Linked DNA regions of Sus scrofa: region 2 is linked to region 1. A link is a contact called in public Hi-C data. All regions are on one chromosome and are shown on one strand. Each heading gives the region's core, a stretch centred on a gene start, on an enhancer-like site or on the middle of the called end of the contact. The rest is flanking DNA. Distances are from core to core; before and after follow the strand shown. Region 1 holds the start of LOC100738003 (25-hydroxycholesterol 7-alpha-hydroxylase-like). Region 2 holds the start of BHLHE22 (class E basic helix-loop-helix protein 22).

The links. Hi-C and Micro-C count contacts between places; a contact is called where the count stands out from the background.
Region 2: a contact with region 1 is called in a Hi-C map of liver, with 2.1 times the contacts expected there. The contact joins the promoter of BHLHE22 here to the promoter of LOC100738003 in region 1. A contact is called at or near these places in 1 of 5 promoter capture datasets (liver), 3 of 47 Hi-C or Micro-C datasets (embryonic fibroblasts, fetal skeletal muscle and liver) and 1 of 2 datasets of contacts at active chromatin or transcription factors (skeletal muscle).

The regions. Positions count from the first base shown.
Region 1 is chr4:69,612,301-69,618,211 of Sscrofa11.1, reverse strand. LOC100738003 (25-hydroxycholesterol 7-alpha-hydroxylase-like) reads right to left here and starts at 2,259. Exons shown (of 6, transcript XM_021089296.1): 1 at 1,847-2,259. The coding sequence starts at 1,959. LOC102167557 (a long non-coding RNA gene) reads left to right here and starts at 2,236. Exons shown (of 7, transcript XR_002343278.1): 1 at 2,236-2,369.
Region 2 is chr4:69,800,548-69,806,458 of Sscrofa11.1, reverse strand. BHLHE22 (class E basic helix-loop-helix protein 22) reads left to right here and starts at 3,084. Exons shown (of 1, transcript XM_003481394.4): 1 at 3,084-4,840. The coding sequence starts at 3,150. The coding sequence ends at 4,259.

The DNA of each region.
Region 1 (5,911 bases), core at 1,010-3,509:
AAACCTAAATCCTATAAATAGGTCCTTTCCAAAACTCTTTTAGTCATGATGAATGGTATGTGTTCTTTCTTGCTGTCATAAGCAATAACTACTCCAATTACCAATAACTCTACTCCTCGTGGTCTTTGGCTGAGGTCACTGACATTGTGTATGTGAACATATTCTGTTTTGTATTTTTTTTCTTACTATATCTTGAATATGGTTTTCTACATCTTCATATATTCTACACTATATTTTTATGGCCAGTATAAGTTTCTATCATTTGGACATGCTAGAATTTCTTTAACTAGATCAATATTTTTTGGAAACCTAGTTTTCTTCTAATGTTTCACTCTTATAAGCAATCCTAATGAGCACTGCTGTGGTTAAATCTTAAAGAATGTTCATGATAATCTCACCAGGAGAAGTTCTTTTAAATAAGATTACTGGAATTACTGGCTCAAGAGATATGAAACATAATACTAAATTGCACTCTCATCTGCATATAAAATTTTAGAAGTTTATTGGAGGACAGACAGCATTTCAACCCACTTCAAACAGGCTAGCATTCTGGTTAACTCTCAGTTTAGCTCTTATCAGTTCTGCATCTTGTCAACACCGGTGTCCTTTGCCCTCACAAACTTGACTGCTCAGAGACATTTGACACGGATAACTCCCCCTCTACTGCTTAAATATATCCCTGCGGAGCTTCCAGAACCCCACAGTCACTGGATTTTCCTCCCATGCTACTGGGACTCCACTGTGGCCCCTCTTCCTCCGCCAGACCCTGCAATAAGGAGCGTGGCCTAGACTCCCTGCTTCTCCATCAGACTCTCTCACCAGGTGACCAACCTACACTCATTTCATATTTGTGACATTCATAATTAAATATTCTCCCTGGACCTCGCCACTGAGCACCAGAAACACAGCCTTCACTATCTAACGGCCCCAAACAAAATTGCTGGTCCCCTCCATTCCGCTAAACCTGCCCTACCTCAGGAAATGACACCAGCCTCCACCTAGATGATCAGACAAAAATAAAAAACAAGGGGGTTAACATGCTATGAGAAACCTGGTAGTATGAAAAAGGCACCAGGTAAGAAAAGAAACAGAGTGATTTCAAAATGAGTGCTTTTAGGTTGAACTTGTCTTGTTTCTTCTACTTCCACATTTCCTTTTTTTTTTTTTTTAACCTTTTTTGGAGAGAGATTTATTGAGAGAGATAAACAGAGTGGGCCATCTCAGAAGGCAAGGGAGTGGCCTCTACTTCCATACTCTCAATGAGACCATCAAGTGTGACACACCTAGTAGTTCTGTTACTGTTTTCTTTTGTTCTAAGAAAAATAAATGTATCAAACACATACTCTAAGCTCGTTCAGTACTCACAAAAATCCCATGAGATACTATTATTTTATCTGCCAAACGTGGGCCAGGGGTAAACTGAGGCACAGAGAGAGGCACCCAGCGGTATCATTCAGACCATACATCGGCATTTTCCTAAAACACTTCACTTATAACGGAATGTAATGGAAGAAAACCCCCCTCTATGAATGCAAGGCCATTAAGCATCAAGTCACTGTAACTAGGCACCAAAATGTGTCTGGAAGCCAAGCCTGATGCACATTGTAAAATGCAAACCTGGGGCTGCCTACAACCTACACTGGAGCGGCACATCGTTTGCACACGAACTCCGACGCCCGGGCAAAAGGCCCAGGAAGCCTTTGTCTTTGCACACGACCCCCAAAGATGTAGGCACCCCCTGCAAGTTGTGCCTCGCCGCGCCGGGAGGCCTGGAGGGGACCGGCGGGACCATCTCGGTCGCGCGCGGTGGCGAGGCCCACGACGCATGCGTGGCCCGGGCGCTTACCTGGTGCGCCGGGTGCGCAGGAATAAGACCAGCAGCAACAGGGCCGCGGCGAGAGCCAGGCCCCGGGGGCTGAGTAGCTGCGGCAGCCACGGCTCCGGCGAGAAGCGGCCCATGCCCGCCGACGCGTCTTCCGCCGTCTGGATGGCGCGCGGCTGCGGGGACAGCGGGGGTCTCTCTCTCTCTCTCTCTCTCCCTCCCGGGGCGGCGTGGCCGGAGACTCTGCAGCCGGCGGAAGGTCAGGGTCCGAGCCCGGGAGGCTGGCCTGGCCGCGGCTTCGCCTGGAATGTCACCGAGGGCCCCCGGGCCGAGTCTCAAAGTTCCCGGACTCCCCTCCCCCTGCACACCCCCCTCCCACACGCACCGCCCCGCTCGACTGCCGCCTCCCGCCAGCAGCTTCTGGAAAACGGCGCGCCGGCCCCCCGGGGCAGGAAGAAGGGCCAAAGAAGAGGGGGAAGGGGCTAGGACTTCCTGAGCACCAGCCTCCGAAGGCCTGAGGGAAGGGGATTTCAGTTCTGAGTCGAAAGTGAGTCGCTCGGGTTCGTCATCTCTTTAGCCCGCGCGCCTCGGGAGGCTAAGGAACCGGGAGCGGGGTGGGATGGGATCCGGCCCCAGGGATCCCGTAGGCACCCTCTGACCCCGGGGCTTCGCTGCCCTCCACTCGCCGCGCGGCTCCCGCGCCTCGTGTGCGCCCAGAACTGTCTTTGAGGCCCGGAGTACGTGGCCCAGGGTCGGGCTCCAGCCCCGGTCCTGATGGGGCGCACCGTCCAGGAGGACAAAGAGGAAAGGAGCTATACCGAAACAGACGCTAAGGTACTAAACACAAGTCGTCCAAGGCCCGCAGGTGGACTTTTGAAAGCATAAGGGAGAAACTTTGAGAATTTCTTTTCCTGAGTCACGGTCATTCACCACCAGGGACTTCACACGTGTGTCGTTTATGCTCCCCACCAAACTTGGAATGGAATTTTTAGCCACGTTTTAGAGAACAGATAATGAAGCGCTGGTTAACAACTTACGCTAGTCACTCAATTGATAAGTAACAACCGTTCTAATCAGGGCTGTTCCAGTACCACTGAGTTCTTTCCTCTCTGTTAAGATTTTATTTGAGCAGGTCTCTGGACTTTTAGAGCAGCTTCAGAAGCTCCGTTCCCCTGACCTTTGAGTTTTCCAGCCCAGCCTCCCCATTGCCATTCCCTACAACACTGACCTGTCCAGCTTTGACCCTGTTCAGAACTCTTGATGGTTGCCTTTTTGATAAAGTCATAAATCTTCGACCTGCAGTGAGAAGCCCTCCACAGTTTGTCTCGTGCGTGCCTAGTACAGTTGCATGTTCATGGAAGTCTGAGTCGCTGGTGCCTTGCCATCAGCCCTTTTACACCTTTGCTTTTGATATTCCCTCTGAAAAATATTTCCTCTCTCCTCTAAATACAAAAATTCTACGTACCTCTCAAGGCCCAGCTCAAATCCCACTTCCTTCTAGAAATTATTCCTAACTCATTTTTTAATGAATCTCTCCCATCTCCATACTTTTATACTGTCTCTATTTATCATTCCATTCTTTGTCCCTCTATATCTGAGTTATTTCTGTCTATGTCTGTCTTGCCTGCTTTAGGTAAGAACCATCTCTTAGACGACCTTGTCTGCACCTACTTTGCCGTCTGTGATCTGGTCCACCACCCTGGACTTGAGATAATGTAGTTGGAAGTGCTTCACCTGTGCCTGGCTCTTAGTTGGTGCTCCAACACTGGATTACTGCTGTGTTGATTTCCTAAGCCTTAAAGCTGGGAATGATTGGGTGAGCATGAGAATGTTAATCTTTGTGAGTTTCTTCATCTTTGACTTTTATGCCAGGGTTTTTCTACTGCCTCTCCTGTCTCCTGTCATAGACTCAATGTTCCAGGAGATCCAACTGCAACAGGATCCAGGTGCTATTAGATCCAATGACTATTCTGTCTCCTCCAAGAAAAAGCAAATTTGTTTCCATTACTGCCTGGCCAGCAGAGCCAGTTTACAGAGTGGTACCCATGCCGAGCATTTCTGCACTCATTGCAGAAAGCCCTTCTCACTCATTTTCACAAGAATTCTCAATTTTTGTACTTTCGTTTTCCATTTGATGTCCTGGATGACTCTTCTGTTTGAAAATGGAGGTTAAAGTGTTCAGCATTAATCAGTTTATCTGAGCATTTACAATGTGCCAGGCAGCCTGCTAATCATTTTACCTTATAACAGTAGTAACAGAAAACACCTGTGGCTAATCACATTGTCTTAGGTAAGTGGAAAGAGGAAGACTAGAGTGTCACCTACTATATCTGGTTAGCACCTGTGTTCTCTTCCTTTGATATCTGTATAGTATCTTATTTAGAACTCTTTATGGTATACACTTAATACATTTCGAATATATGTTTCTCTTGTGTTTTCCATTTCTGTTAAAAAGGGACCACCCTACTATAAAGTGGCCTGGTTGAAATAAAATCTAAGCACACCTTTTATTCCTCTTTTGCTTTTGTAACCCAATATCAGTATCATTATATTCAATCCAGTTCAACTTAATTTACCTCCAAAACATACCTTTATTCCCATCACTTCTCAGACAGGTGACTAGCTGACCTTCCATATCTGTTTCCCCCTCCTCTTCAGTAATAGTCCTTGATTTTTAACTGAGCATATGGCTGCCCATTATAAAGGCTGCTTTTCCAGACTTTCTCGTAGTTAGATGTGAGCATGTGACTAAATTCTTACCAGGAGGCTAAGTCTAAGGTATTACTTCAGGAAAGTGTCCTTAATAGGAATGGCCAGGCCTTTTGCCTCCTTCCCCTTTTCTGCTGATTAGAATGTAGACCCTACCTGGAACTCATGCAGCTGCCTGTGTACATAGACGTATATCCCCAATATTGCATTCAGTATTTGTTGTTTATATGAAATTCAAATTTGACTTGGCATCCTCTTTTTTTCTTTTTTCTTTTTTTCCAAATCTGATAGCTCCAGCTTAATTTCACCACAGGGGTTCATAAGGCAAATAGGTAAGGCAACTATAAAATTCTAGCTTCCCAAGAGCCCCCTTTGGAAATTAGCCATGAATTTATCTTTCAACACCAGCTACCTAGTGTTACTATCTTGTGTACCTTGGCTACACTAATTAGGCCAGAATCCGAAGTCAGATCAAAAATAGTCCTGAGTGGTCCTTAGACTTTGAGGTATCCAGATCTGAAAATGTGTTCAGTGTAGACAGCAACTAGTGTAGTCATCTTTCTTCAGAAAATACTGATTGTGAGACGCATGGAGAGGAATATACAAGCAAAAACCAAAGTGGAATCAGAGAGTCAAGGGAGAGGGTGATATATTGGTGGCTCTAAAGGAAGAGCCATGAAAATCCAGATAACAGGGCATACTCCAAAGCCCAGGTGACTCTCATCTACCAGGAAGTCTAAGCTTTTAGTGTCTCTCTCTGTCCTCATATAAGATGACAGCTTGAATTCTGGCCCTGCTTCCCTTAAGGCCTTCTCTTTTGAGTCTAAAGAGCATGTTTGGAAAGTCAGTAAAACTTGAATTTCTCTGTATTTCAACTTCTATTGTCCTACTTCTCCTGCTCTGACTCTGAAAATACTAATTCACTGAACGGAGACCTCCAAGTCCACCTGTTGTGTCAGTAATTTTTGTTAAGTACAACGCATATCTGTGGCACTGTACCTGGCCTGCTGGGGTTATAAAAGTGAAAGAGATAGCTCTCCCTCCAAAGAGCTGGACCAAAGAGGACTAAAAGGGTTGACATTGGAAAGGAGAAAGAAAAGAGACTAGTCAGCATGAGACCGTGGGGTGAGATGGAGGGATTTAAGATCATGTACCCATATGGCTACAATCCTGTAAGTTCCCAGGAAGCAAAGAATGTGCTGGGGGAAAGAGCAGATTGTAGGCTTCAGTTATTGAGAAACATTTGAGCACTGCTGTGGAAACTGTCAAAGAAGAATTCCATATTTTATTTGTTCTAATACTGGGAATTTCCTAAAAGCAGGTTGGAGTACTCAGTCGTGAAAGGCCCCATTAACCTTTGACATAAAATGTAGACTGGGT
Region 2 (5,911 bases), core at 1,835-4,334, 190 kb before region 1:
GGGCAGATGTGTTTTCATTGCCTGTAAGATAAATGCAGCGTTAAGTGCCTGACAACTTCCCAGAAGCAATCAGCAAAAGTTTACGAGTGCATAAACCTCAAAGACCATTCCCCGACGGTTGTTATAAGGACCACATTTAGAGCATCTATAAATTCTTACACAGTTTCCCAAAGCTAAGTTTCCAGGGACTATTAAGCAGCCACCTCCTCCGGGGAGACCAAGGGGATTTTCTCGAACCGGCAAAGAAAGAGATTTGGAGCTCCGACAGAGTAATATAAAGTTGAGCGAAAGTTTGTTTTAGAAGGTTGGATGGCCGGGGAGGGGGAGAAAGGAGGGCGTGGAAGTGGGGTCGGGGTGGGGTGTCACTGGGTGCTCTCTATGTGAGTTATACTGGGAGGGTCGGAATCTAGCCAGAGTAAGCCTCCCCCTTGCGGCTTTTGGTGGTGGCCCCCTGCTCGGCCATTCCTGTCCAACTGGGCACAGCCCTTTGTGGCGCTCGTAGCTAAGACCGAGTTGCCACCCGGCCCGGACGTGGGAGCTCCTGCGCCTTTCTAGTGCCCACTTAGTGGCCGGCAGGGATCCAGGCGTCCTGAGGGAAGTGGCTGAGCATCAGAAAGACAGGCTGGGCGGAGAATCGAGTCAGACACCCCCGGAAACATGTCTCCACTCCTCCCAGAGCCACGACGGTGCCAGCCTTGGACCTCCCGCAAGTGGCCAGAGTTCTTTGGTCAGTTAGTATCAGGCACACACGACTCACCTCTGTTTACAGAGAAGCTTTGTTTATGAAGCCGGTGAAAAACAAAGCTGCTAATTGGAAAACAGTAACAAGAGCGTGTCTTTAGCTTCCTAAAGCGGGAGGTTAACAGCTGCGCGCGCCAGGGGGAGGGAGGGGGTGGGGAAGCTGCGAGCGAGGGGCCGCCCCGCACGTCGACGTGCTTTGGGGTCCCCAGCGAGACACGTGAGCCGGCTGGAGCCTTCCAGAGCCGCCCGCCCGGGTCCCAAGCTCGAAAGCCTCCCGCAGCCCGCTTACTCTTTCGTAATCTTTGGGTTCTAGTCAATAGGACGGCGCGAAAGTAACCTACGACGGCGTAGCATGTCCATGCCCAAGAGACTGAATCTCTGGCAATTATTTTGGAAAGATACCTCTGGGCCCCTTTGCCTCCTTTCCAGGTGAAAATGCAGACGTTTCTGTGTCGTCCTCGCCCCTCCTTTATGAAATAAGGCGCCCAACTGTTCTGATATTACCATTCAAAAACAGGTTCTGTGGCGAACCTCATTTGTGAATCTATTACAGAGATTAATAGATTATTTCTCCTTTTTCAACTAATTCTCAGTGGGGAAATTTAACCATATGGTAAGGAGAGAATTAGAATTTCATCACATTAGAGCAAAATGTAATGAAAAGAGTCCAACACCTGGGGCCAACTCTGAAAGCCACAATTAAAAGGTTTTTAATGAGACCAGAGAAACCCAAAATTTCATAGGCTTCAGTAATTCTGCCACATAAGAAAGATTTATTGGCGGTGTTGGGAAATATTGTTTTTACTTATGTCATAAGGATGAAAACCAGCCGCTAAATACCATGTACTCCCAGACATGGGACGCAGGAGCTGGAGGACCGCGTGTACTGTTTCCCATCCTGAGAGGAGCACTTGTTTTCACACTTCTCCCTTTGCTCTTCCTCCAAAAACAACCGCAGCAGACTCAGACGTCCCTGAATGGCTTCCTTGCTGCGGCGGCGACATTTCCAGCTAAATAAATATGCACAAATGCCCCACTTGGTTCGTGAGAGGATTTGACTCCTGGTGAAGTTGACTATTCTAAAACAACTGGATTTTAATCTTGAAGAAAGTTTCAGCAAACAGTTCTTTCCTGTTTAGGAAATCCCTGTGCTTCATAACCACCATCACTGGAACAGCTATTTGGAGACCGCGGCAAAAGCGCACCCCCCCCCTTAAAAAAATCTAATGGGCTGCATAATCACCTTGCTCTTTATTTTGTTTTGTTTTCCCAATCTGGGACGGGAATGGGCAAGGGGGAGGGGGGCTAGGGCGGAATAAAGCAGTGTGTTCAAGTTGGGTGGGGGGGCGATTGCTTTGGTCCCTTACTAGCTAAAAATCTTGGGGGCAAGCCAGCGGGGACACCACAGGGACACCACCTGCCCCCCCCCCAAAGTCCCATCTCCAATCTAGACCAGAGTCATCCTATGAACAAGGGTGGAGTAGCGTCTCGCCTGGAAGGGCCATGTGGCACAAGATGAGACCGCAGTGGCGAGGGAAGGGCAGTGGGGGGTGGGGTACGGGGGGGGACGTCTGCTTTCCATGGGACTCCCGGGCTTCGCCGCAGATCCACAATTTGCTGAAGGAGCAAAGAACATCCTCGGCTCTAAGTAGGGCTTTTAGTGTGCTCATTGATGAGTGAAAGTCGCCACACATGTCAAGCTAAAGGCAGTTGTTGGGTTACTAACAGGACCCAGCGCCTTGCAAACATATGCGCTAAGCTGTGTATACAGATGGCAGGCAGAATAATGGAGCAGGCGCCTTTTATAAAGCGCTAGCTGCTGCCTGTCTTCAGACCTGGGAAATGAAACTATTCAGACTCGCGGCCAGATAGCGCCTGCGATTGTTTGTTACCGTTTTAATCCTATTAATTAAAACGTTAACCTGATTGGGTAGAAAGCGCTGTCCCAACAGGCGACTCTTCTTCATAATAACCTACTCAGAGATAATGATGTAAAAGACTCCCCCGTCTGTGGCAGCGGCTGGTTGATGGGTCCGGAAATCTCTTGAAGGTGAATCCAAGCAAGATAAACGGTGCGGAGAGGAGGCGCGGGGCTGGGCTCAGAGCGGCGGCGGCGGCGGCTCCACTCCCTCCGCGCCCACCCTCCCACCATGCGGGGCCGCGGCCCATGGTGAGCCCCAGCAGCCAGCACCACCGGCTGGAGACGAAGAGGAAGAAGAAGAGGAGGCGGCGAGCGCGGGGGAAGGCGAAAAAGAAAAAGAAGGGGAGAGGGCTGCACTCAGCACCGGGACCGACGCACGCACCAGCCCCGGAGCCCGGCTCGGGTGCGTCTTCGGCGCCGCCTGCCTCCCGAGCCGAGGCGGCGGCGGCCGGCGCGGCGGGCCCGGGCTGCGCGCCGGCGCCGGACCATGGAGCGCGGGCTGCACCTCGGCGCGGCCGCCGCGGGCGAAGACGACCTCTTCCTGCACAAGAGCCTGAGCGCCTCCGCCGCCAAGCGCTTAGAGGCGGCTTTCCGCTCCACGCCCCCGGGCATGGACCTGTCCCTGGCGCCGCCGCCTCGGGAGCGCCCGGCGTCCTCCTCCTCGTCGCCCCTGGGCTGCTTCGAGCCGGCTGACCCCGAGGGGGCAGGGCTGCTGCTGCCGCCGCCCGGGGGAGGCGGCGGTGGCGGCGCGGGAGGAGGCGGCGGCGGCGGCGGGGTGGGCGTCCCGGGGCTGCTGGCGGGCTCTGCCGGCGTTGGGGGCGACCCTAGCCTGAGCAGCCTGCCGGCCGGGGCCGCCCTATGCCTCAAATACGGCGAGAGCGCCAGCCGGGGCTCGGTGGTCGAGAGCAGCGGCGGCGAGCAGAGCCCCGACGACGACAGCGACGGCCGCTGCGAGCTGGTGCTGCGGGCCGGGGGCGCCGACCCGCGGGCCTCCCCGGGCGCGGGAGGCGGCAGCGCCAAGGCGGCCGAGGGCTGCTCCAACGCCCACCTCCACGGCGGCGCCAACGCCCCCCCGGGGGGCCCGGGCGGCGGCGGAGCAGGCGGCGGGGGTGGTGGCGGCAGCGGCGGCAGCGGCGGCAGCGGCGGCAGCAGCAAGAAATCCAAAGAGCAAAAGGCGCTGCGGCTCAACATCAACGCCCGGGAGCGCCGGCGGATGCACGACCTGAACGACGCGCTGGACGAGCTGCGCGCGGTGATCCCCTACGCGCACAGCCCCTCGGTGCGGAAGCTCTCCAAGATCGCCACGCTGCTGCTCGCCAAGAACTACATCCTCATGCAGGCGCAGGCCCTGGAGGAGATGCGGCGCCTCGTCGCCTACCTCAATCAGGGCCAGGCCATCTCGGCCGCCTCGCTGCCCAGCTCCGCGGCGGCGGCGGCGGCGGCCGCTGCCCTGCACCCGGCTCTCGGCGCCTACGAGCAGGCTGCCGGCTACCCTTTCAGTGCCGGGCTGCCCCCGGCCGCCTCCTGCCCGGAGAAGTGCGCCCTGTTCAATAGCGTCTCTTCCAGCCTCTGCAAACAGTGCACGGAGAAGCCTTAAACGCCCCCCTCCCCGGAAAAAAAAAAAAAACAGCAAAACACAAGACCGACCCCCAAGCTAGAGGAAAGTGAAAAGCTGCCCCCACCCCCCTTATTTGGTCCTCTCGTAGTTGTGAAACACTTGCAGAGCAAACAAAGCAGAGGCGAGAACTGAGAAGTATCAGAGACAAACGGGACTTCCAGCCCTGACATCCCCAGAATTTCGGTCTTTAGGGTGGGCAGGGCGGGAGGAGGGAGGTGGAGTTGGGGTGGAGGACGGATGTCTTTTTTCACGGAAAAGTGGCAACTTTGGTGGCAGCTTAGATCGCGAGGAAGCAGAGTTTCCCTTTAAGGTTAAATATAAGTTGGGATGTAGTCGTTATTAAGCGTGGAGAGTTACATGGCAAAATAGTAATCCTACTACTAATTGTGAAATTGGCTAGAGGGAGAGAGGAAGAGTTCGGGTTTGGGTGGGTTGTGGGACGGAGTATTCATTCAGACAAATCAGAAAGGGCACTTGAAAATAAATTTTGATTCTGAGCCAGGAGAAAAACTTGAAATGTAGATTTATTTAAGTGAAAAAAAAAAAAAAGAAAAAAACCAGAAAGAGACACGTTGCTATGAAAGACTTGTATTTTTTATTGTCTCTGAACTTTCATTCTGTGAAAATGCTCAAAAGTTTTGGCAAGAGTGATATAAAAAACTGACTGTGGCTGAAAGAATTGCATTTAAAAATATTTATGTGCACCTTGTTACTTTCCACTCTGCAATGATGTATTAACAATACATGGTATTTATTTGTTATTCTTCAATGACCCTTCCACATCAACAGTATTTATCATGTGTTAAGGTCATAGGTCTTATGTGCAGACTTTTTTTAATGCCTCTAAAATTCTGTTTTATAGATTAACTTATATTGTGTGCCAAGTGTTTAAAAGGGTTTATTTGCCAACAAGTATGAAGAAACATATTGATATATCTGAGCTGCTTAGGTTTATCAAAGGTCACCTGGATCTCTTCAGTTGCGTCATCCCTGTATTTAAATTGAGCTTTAATAAATTGCTTCAGTCCAAAAATTACAGGAAAGGTGTATTCTTAATTGATGAGTGAATTGATCTCTTTTTGAAAGGGGACTCCTTTGCATTCTAAAAAGGAAAGACATCACAGCAATAGATCCTATAAGAACATGCTAAGCAAATATTTTTCCAGGCTGTGCTGTGCATTTTTAAAAGTTCTAATTTAATTGCTTTTAATATATATGTACATGTATAAGTTATTTTAACTGTGGAGAATTATTTAAGTTGAAAGACTGGTTTGATTTGCCTATGGTGTGAAATCCTTTGTTATTTTTCTAAAAAAAAAAAAAACTTAAAAAGAAATAAAACTAAGAGCAAGAAGCTATTTACCCAAAGTGAGCTTTCAGTTTTAGTTTGCATGGCTGTTTGCCTGCCTTTCTATCCTATGAAAATCAAGAAAACCTTTTTGGAAAATGGAGTCTGCTATTTTCCACTCCTTGCAGATAATACAAATTCAGTTTGTCAGGTTGGATGGTGAGTGGGGAGCGGTGATGGATCTATTGGCGGGTTTTGGATGTGTAAAGAATGATATATATATTAAATAGGTCAATCAGACTATGACAGCTATGTATGACCATTTGTATGTGTATCTATGTCA